Linked DNA regions of Mus musculus: region 1 is linked to region 2. Evidence: chromatin contacts called from public HiChIP or PLAC-seq data. All regions are on one chromosome and are shown on one strand. Each heading gives the region's core, a stretch centred on a gene start, on an enhancer-like site or on the middle of the called end of the contact. The rest is flanking DNA. Distances are from core to core; before and after follow the strand shown. Region 1 overlaps Gm17767 (predicted gene, 17767). Region 2 has its middle 58 kb from the start of Nabp1.

Evidence for each region. HiChIP or PLAC-seq counts read pairs in DNA pulled down with a chosen protein or histone mark.
Region 1: an H3K27ac HiChIP or PLAC-seq map of trophoblast stem cells shows a contact between it and region 2, with 4 times the contacts expected there. The contact joins two enhancer-like sites. A contact is called at or near these places in 2 of 15 datasets of contacts at CTCF or cohesin (the NIH/3T3 cell line and large pre-B cells), 2 of 115 datasets of contacts at active chromatin or transcription factors (extraembryonic endoderm stem cells and trophoblast stem cells) and 1 of 9 other capture datasets (embryonic stem cells).

The regions. Positions count from the first base shown.
Region 1 is chr1:51,583,250-51,586,576 of GRCm38.p6, reverse strand. The region is part of intron 2 of Gm17767 (predicted gene, 17767); the gene reads left to right. Among named protein-coding and RNA genes, the nearest start is that of Gm17767, 12 kb to the left of the region's middle. Within about 2 kb of position 1,421, at least 138 of the 459 cell types and tissues checked have an H3K27ac peak or open chromatin away from gene starts, as enhancers often do. A contact at or near this core is called in trophoblast stem cells, where this site is marked.
Region 2 is chr1:51,419,158-51,422,498 of GRCm38.p6, reverse strand. No RefSeq gene overlaps it. Among named protein-coding and RNA genes, the nearest start is that of Nabp1, 58 kb to the left of the region's middle. Within about 2 kb of position 1,783, at least 6 of the 459 cell types and tissues checked have an H3K27ac peak or open chromatin away from gene starts, as enhancers often do. A contact at or near this core is called in trophoblast stem cells, where this site is marked.

The sequences.
Region 1 (3,327 bases), core at 172-2,671, 160 kb before region 2:
TGAAAATACCTTGTCTTCCTCTTGGTCCTGACAACTTTTTAAAAGTCTAGATCTAGTTTTCCTGTCTTAAAATAATGGGTTAACCAGGGACAGTCCAAAGAGTCTGAGGCTTTGGCTGGCAGGAGCTCTGTCCAGACAGTTGAGCTAGACCAACCACACAGCCTGAAGGAGAACCTAACATAGATTTATTTTTCCTGTCTCATCTTGTTTGATTGATCAAAGACTTAACAATGAAGATTTGGATGTTACTTTCTAATGCTTGGTTCTCAAATGAAAGTTGAATAAAACCTGACAGTTGTGATGTCTTCCAAACTTTTAAATGGTGATTCTAATTCCTCATTAGCTCCAATGCACAGCCTTAGTTTTACCATGCAACAGAGAATAAATAAGAGGTACACAGAAGTCTTCATAATGCTTAGACTAAACAATGAATGCCTACTGAATATTGGATATTCTATGTTTGGAATTGTAGACACAGTTTAACAGAAACTTGTTATTCATAGCAGGAGTAGAGACAACACAGGAAACATCGTCCGGGGCATCAACTTATGTTGGTCTTTTACAGTTAGAATGAACACCTAGGCCCAATTCTTTTATCATCTAGGAATGCCTGGTGGGAGTGGGTATCTGATAGAGAGATAAGACTGGACTCCTAGGAGAGCTGCTTCCAGATGTCAGCTGGTTCCTTCTTCTTCTTCTTTTTTTTTTTTAAAGATTTATTTATTTATTATATATAAGTACACTGAAACTATCTTCAGAAACACCAGAAGAGGGTGTCAGATCTCCATCATGTGGTTGCTGGGATTTGAACTCAGGACCTCTGGAAGAGCAGTCAGTGTTCTTAACCACTGAGCCATCTCTCCAGCCCCAGCTGGTTCCTTCTTACACTTTGATAAACACCAACAATTTTGCCAAATGGTATTCTTAAAAGTCTGTTTATTAGTATTTCATGAATCTATTGTTAACATTGATAATGGTAACTGTGGGTTTGTTGCGTGTTTGTTCGGGCATGGCTGATTTGCAGACACAGGGTTCAAGAGTCTCAAAGGTTCAGATTTGGTCAAATGTTAGCCCTTTGTACCCAAAATGTTGGTAAATCTGCCACGATAGTAAACCTTTGATGCAAAGAGCTGTCAGAGAAGCCCAAATGGGTGGAGATCTGACCTTATCAGGCTTACAGGACAATTTCTATAGCAGCTTTCTGTGCCTTCCCCCTGTGTATATGACAGAACTCCACCCATGTCACAGCTTTGTCACTGTGATAAAACATGTGACATACAATATAAAGGAGGACAGGCTTCTCTGAGTTCAAGGTTTCAGCCCAAGGTCAGCTGGACCACTACTTCTCAGCATTAGGTGAAGCAAAATACCACAGTGTTGAAAGCCTGTGACATAGGAGGCCCTTTACCTTACAGCTGTCAGGAAACAGAAAGACAGGAAGTGGTTGGAGCTCCAGCATGCTTCAAAAGGCCCAACCCCAATGACCTATTTACTCCAACCAGACCTTGCTTCCTAACGTTTCTGTCATTTCCTGCTAGCTGCCACAGCTAGAGACCAAGCTTTCACACATATACCTCTGGGAGGCATTCCAGATCCAAACCACAACACCATCTGCGACTTGCTTACGTTGTACCATTATAGCTGGGAGCAAGAATTGAGAGGAAAAAAAAACCACATTCCTCCAGGTTCTGACCTACCTCTGGTTGTTTAAACTGTGTGACTTAATTGTTGCTCTGAAGCACCAGGCTCAGTACCTTGCCCATCCCTCGGCTTTGGCTACAGGACATGTTTCTGCCTCTGTGAAATGTTCATGATACATAGCGTGCTTGGGCTGCGTTCATTTAGTGAGGCTTCTCCCCTCATATTTCCTGCTAAGACCATGGCACAAACAAACTCTAAGTGGCCCTTAGAGAACTACGGAACAGATCAGCATCAACCTACTGCTAAGATTCACCCAGCTGAAATCAGTTATGTGGGTTTTGTTATTGTTGCTGTTTTTGTTGTTGTTGTTGTTGTTCTTTGTTCCTGTTAGGTAGTAATGAATGACAGGCATATAGATTACCAACCTTCAATACCCCTAACACCTGATAGCAATGAGCGTTCTTATCACATTAGGTTTCTGGCACTTTGTAAATAGGATCTTTTAAATTCTTACAGCTAATCTGGGAGCAAAGTCCCCACATACCTACTGTGTAGATCAATCAATCAGAGCTTTGAGATAAAAGTAATTTGGCCTAAATCACAGAACGGGGAGGCACAGAACCTGAGTAAGTGCCACCCAGTTTATAGAGCCCATCTTCTATCTTCCATTTCTCAACAATGCTCACTCTGTCTGACTTGCTCAATTGAACTGAATTGAGCTATCCATGTACTCAGCAAGAGGGTCAATCCAATATATTTGCCCGTTCAACACAGATGAAAATAGTGCAATGCATCAGTGCACTAAGGGGTAGCCTAGGGATGTGTAGGGTCAGTATGCTCCTCACTGTCAGACAGATAAGCCGCATGTTCTAATTTGATTATGGGTGTGTGGGCTCTAGATATGCTTCATATCTTGTTTGCTTTCATTCATCTTGCCCTGTGTATATAAACAACTCTAGACAAAGGAAACATCTTTAGAGGAATGCGTATCTTTTAGAGTGTGACCAAAGCCTTTGGTTGCATATCTCCGAGGCTGACAATCATTGAAATGTCAGTACCACCAACTTTCAGAAATACACCTAGCTGTGGCTGGAGAGATGGCTCAGCAGTCAAGAGCACTCATATTCTTCCTGAGGACAGAGAAGAGTAGAGCTCCCTGGACCACAGCTGGTGATCCACAGCTGTCTGAATCTCCAGCTTCATGGGTCTCTAATGTCCTTTTCTGGTCTCTTCAGGCACCTGCATATATGTGGCACACAGATATACACACATACACGTACACATAATTTTAAAAACTTTAAAAATTTCAATTACTAAATAAATCTGTGTTGTTCTCTGACAGTGTGTCACTAGACCAAAAAGTTTGAAAGAACAAAATTACTTTACTCTTCTGCAGGGGAAAACCAATAGGAAATAATAATTCATATTAATAAATATCATTAAACTCAGACCATTTCTGAATTTTAGAATAAAACTAATTAATCTACTGAAAGAACAGCAAACCAGAAAAGATTAAAAATTATAATTAAAGAATGGGAATGACATTTACTATCGGAGGCATCTGGCCGACTATCTGAGTAGTACACTAAATAAAGTGAATTACTTCTACCATAATAACAGTATTTGCTATAATACAATGGCAAGCAAGAAATCTAATTGCAACCTGTCAAGGATTAAAAAAAAAAA
Region 2 (3,341 bases), core at 534-3,033:
TTTTTTTGTTTTTTTTTTTTGTTTTTTTGTTTTTTTAAAAGGAGTCTGCAACCTCTTAATTCTAAGGCAAATAAGCTGATAGTTGTTTTTCCTAAAACATTCTCTGCAATTTTGTGATTATTGTGTTTAGCAAATGAGAAAGTGTGTTTTATCTTATAATTATAGCTATAAAAAGTAAAATTCTTTAATTGATCTAAATTTATAAGATTCGTGTAGCCACTTCATTTGGTTTTTGATTGGTCTTAAAGGTATAAATATGATCTGCATATCTTGGTCATAGAGAATTGGCTTATAAGTTATTTGGGTATGATTAAAAAGGTATAACACTGGTTACAAAGTTAGCTTAAGTAGTAACTCAGGGCTAGAGTCATTTTCAAACAAAAGCACCTGGCATAAACCAGCCCAGAAAACTAGTCCTCTAAAGATACTTCTAAATTGAGATAATGTATTATGTAATTCTTATCCTAGAAAGTAAACTTATAGAGAAGATTTTAAAACAATGTCTCTTTAATGAAACATTAAAATTTGCTCTGTCATGCATTCATGAATTGGCAGCCAAACTTCGTAACATGATAGTGATGTTTCTAGTATTGATTTTAAAGAGAATAAATTGTTTAAAATTGGGTCTTACTTTCCAAAAGTTATAGATATATTCTAATATTACAACGGAAACTTAAAATTATGGTTAAAATTGCCAGTGTCCCATTGACTACAGTCTACATTTTGATCAAAAGCTTAAGCTTTTTAACTCGCCCATATATTGATAATTAAGATTACTACAAGAGTAATCATCTTATAAAAACGCTAATGCCGCTCACTTTGGCCATTCAACCATACAAAGCAAGGCAGAGTTAACTAGATATATTCATCTTTGTGCAGAAATTAGACCCTCTGGGCCCCTTTGTCTGCGTGGAACGGGTCTCTCGTTGCGGGTGGGCAAAGCGTCGGATGAATTGACAGACAGATGCACACAGGAGAGGTTGTGTTGGATCTGAATGTATTTTGTCAAATCGAGCATCAGACTTTCTATGCAGAAGACAATAAGGAAGTTGGGTGACATATTTACAAGGTACAAACGAGGTAACCGGAATCTTACATAAAACAGAGGAATGCAAACACAAAAGGTCTAACGGGAACCACCTGGGATAGAATTCATTGTTAACAACTGGGATCAACAAGGGTTCCACCTAAGATTCACTAATCTTAGAAGCCAGGGTCAAGGGCTCCGCGCCCTCGCCATAGTTCCTATTTTATTCTATTGTATAGTCCACCTTCCCCTTAGGCCATTGTAAATACGTGTGTATGGGTGTAACTTCGCTATAGTTCTAAGTATCTATTCTAGTTTCTCCTTTGGTCTGAAACTTCCTTCTTCCTAAGTGATGGTAAATTCCTGTGTAAGGGAGTGACTTAGCTTTTATTCAAAGTGATAGTGTAGTACCAGAGGCTATTCTGATTAGCAACATTCTTACTGAATTTCAAGCCCATGGTCTTGCTCAAGGACGTTCTAGGACTGTTGGAACACTGGTGGAAGGCTTTAGCTATGTCAAAATTCAATCTTTAAAGGCACTTATAATAGGATAATACTAAAAGAGAGCACGTGGATCCATACACTAGACTAACGCGGGAATGAAAAATTAATGTATGGGTTAGAGAGAATGCCAGACTCCAGGAGCGAGTTTCTGTGAAACTCGTTTGCTTCATGAGTAGCTTTCAAGCCTCAGCCAGAGAGTGTCGCAGTACAAGAATCTATCACATGGCAGCCAGAGCAGAAGCTCGAGGGCATACATCTTGAGTCACCCGTAGGAAGCACAGAGAGTATGCTGGGAATAGCTTGATCCTGTTGAGGCTTAACCTCCCATTCCATCCCATACTTCCTTCAGCAAGGCTATACACCTCTTATACCCACAAACTAGCCACCAAGTTTTGAAACATCTGAGACTATGGGGGGATATTCTCATTCAAACCACCACAGATGGAGAGACTGGATGGGGTGTGTGGGAGATATGGTCTGATATAGACTTGTTTAGGTTTCGTTATTACTAGATATCCAAGAGGAGCTTAGGAGAAGGAAGAAGAGAATACTTCTGGAGTTCAGAGGAGCTTTGTGACTGAGAGTCACTGGCATGCAGATATTATCTTAAGCCAAGCAATTATATGAAACACACACACACACACACAAAGACATAGACCCAAAGACATAGGAGAATTTCCCCTCCCCTGACAAAAATGAGGCTATGTTAACAACACAGCATTCGAACGAAAGGAGCTGGAACAATTTAAGTAACAAGATAGTATAATATTTAATAATACCCAAAGAATAAAACCAATGTACATAATTGGAAAAAAGACAAGAAGTGAATCTTCTTTAGAGGAGATTGTGTGTGTGTGTTTCTTCAGAAGGTGGAATTATTTTGTTTTAGTGATGGCAGGAATTTGTGATTTTATTTAGAATGATAGATTCTGGAAAGAAAGAAATAGTGATTTTATAATGGAGAAACTTGGCAACTACAACGTCAGGCCTTATAGACAAATGGTCAGAGATATATGGACATGGTATATGATCTGACAAGGTGAAATTGGGTGTGTGTGAGTCTCATTTCATATGTTTCTTCATTGTGAGAACAAAGAAAACAGGAATACTTCCTACAGTACATGTCTTAGTAAAGGTTTTACTTCTGTGACTAGATACCATGACCAAGGCAACTCTTATAAGGACAACATTTAATTGGGGCTGGCTTACAGGTTCAAAGGTTCAGTCCATTATCATCAAGATGGGAGCATGGCAACATCCAGGCAGGTGTGGTGCAGGCAAAGACGAGAGTTCCACATCTTCATCTGAATGCTGCTAGCAGAATACTGGCTTCCAGGCAGCTAGGGTGAGGGTTTTAAAGCCCACGCCCACAGTGACACACTTACTCCAACAAGGCCACACCTATTCCAACAGGGCCACTCCTTCTAATAGTGCCCTTCTCTAGGCCCAGCATATACAAACCATCACAATACACAAGACTCGAAAAGTCACAAAAATCAGGTTATAATAGAACCTGATTAGAAATAGAAAGCAGATTATATTAATATATAATAGAACATTGTTGGAACTGTGAGAAGGCTGGACTAGAGGCCATGATAAATAAATGTGACATGGTATATGAGGCTATATCCTGAAACAGAATGAAGGTATTTATGAAAAAATGGGTAAAATTCTAGTAAATCTGGCTTAGTTAATAATACTGTACCAATGCTGGTTTGAAAAGCTTTGACAAATGTACTATGTTAATGTAAGATAATAATGATTATGTTAGGTTAATGAGCCTGTATTATCTTCTAACTTTATTAAGAAC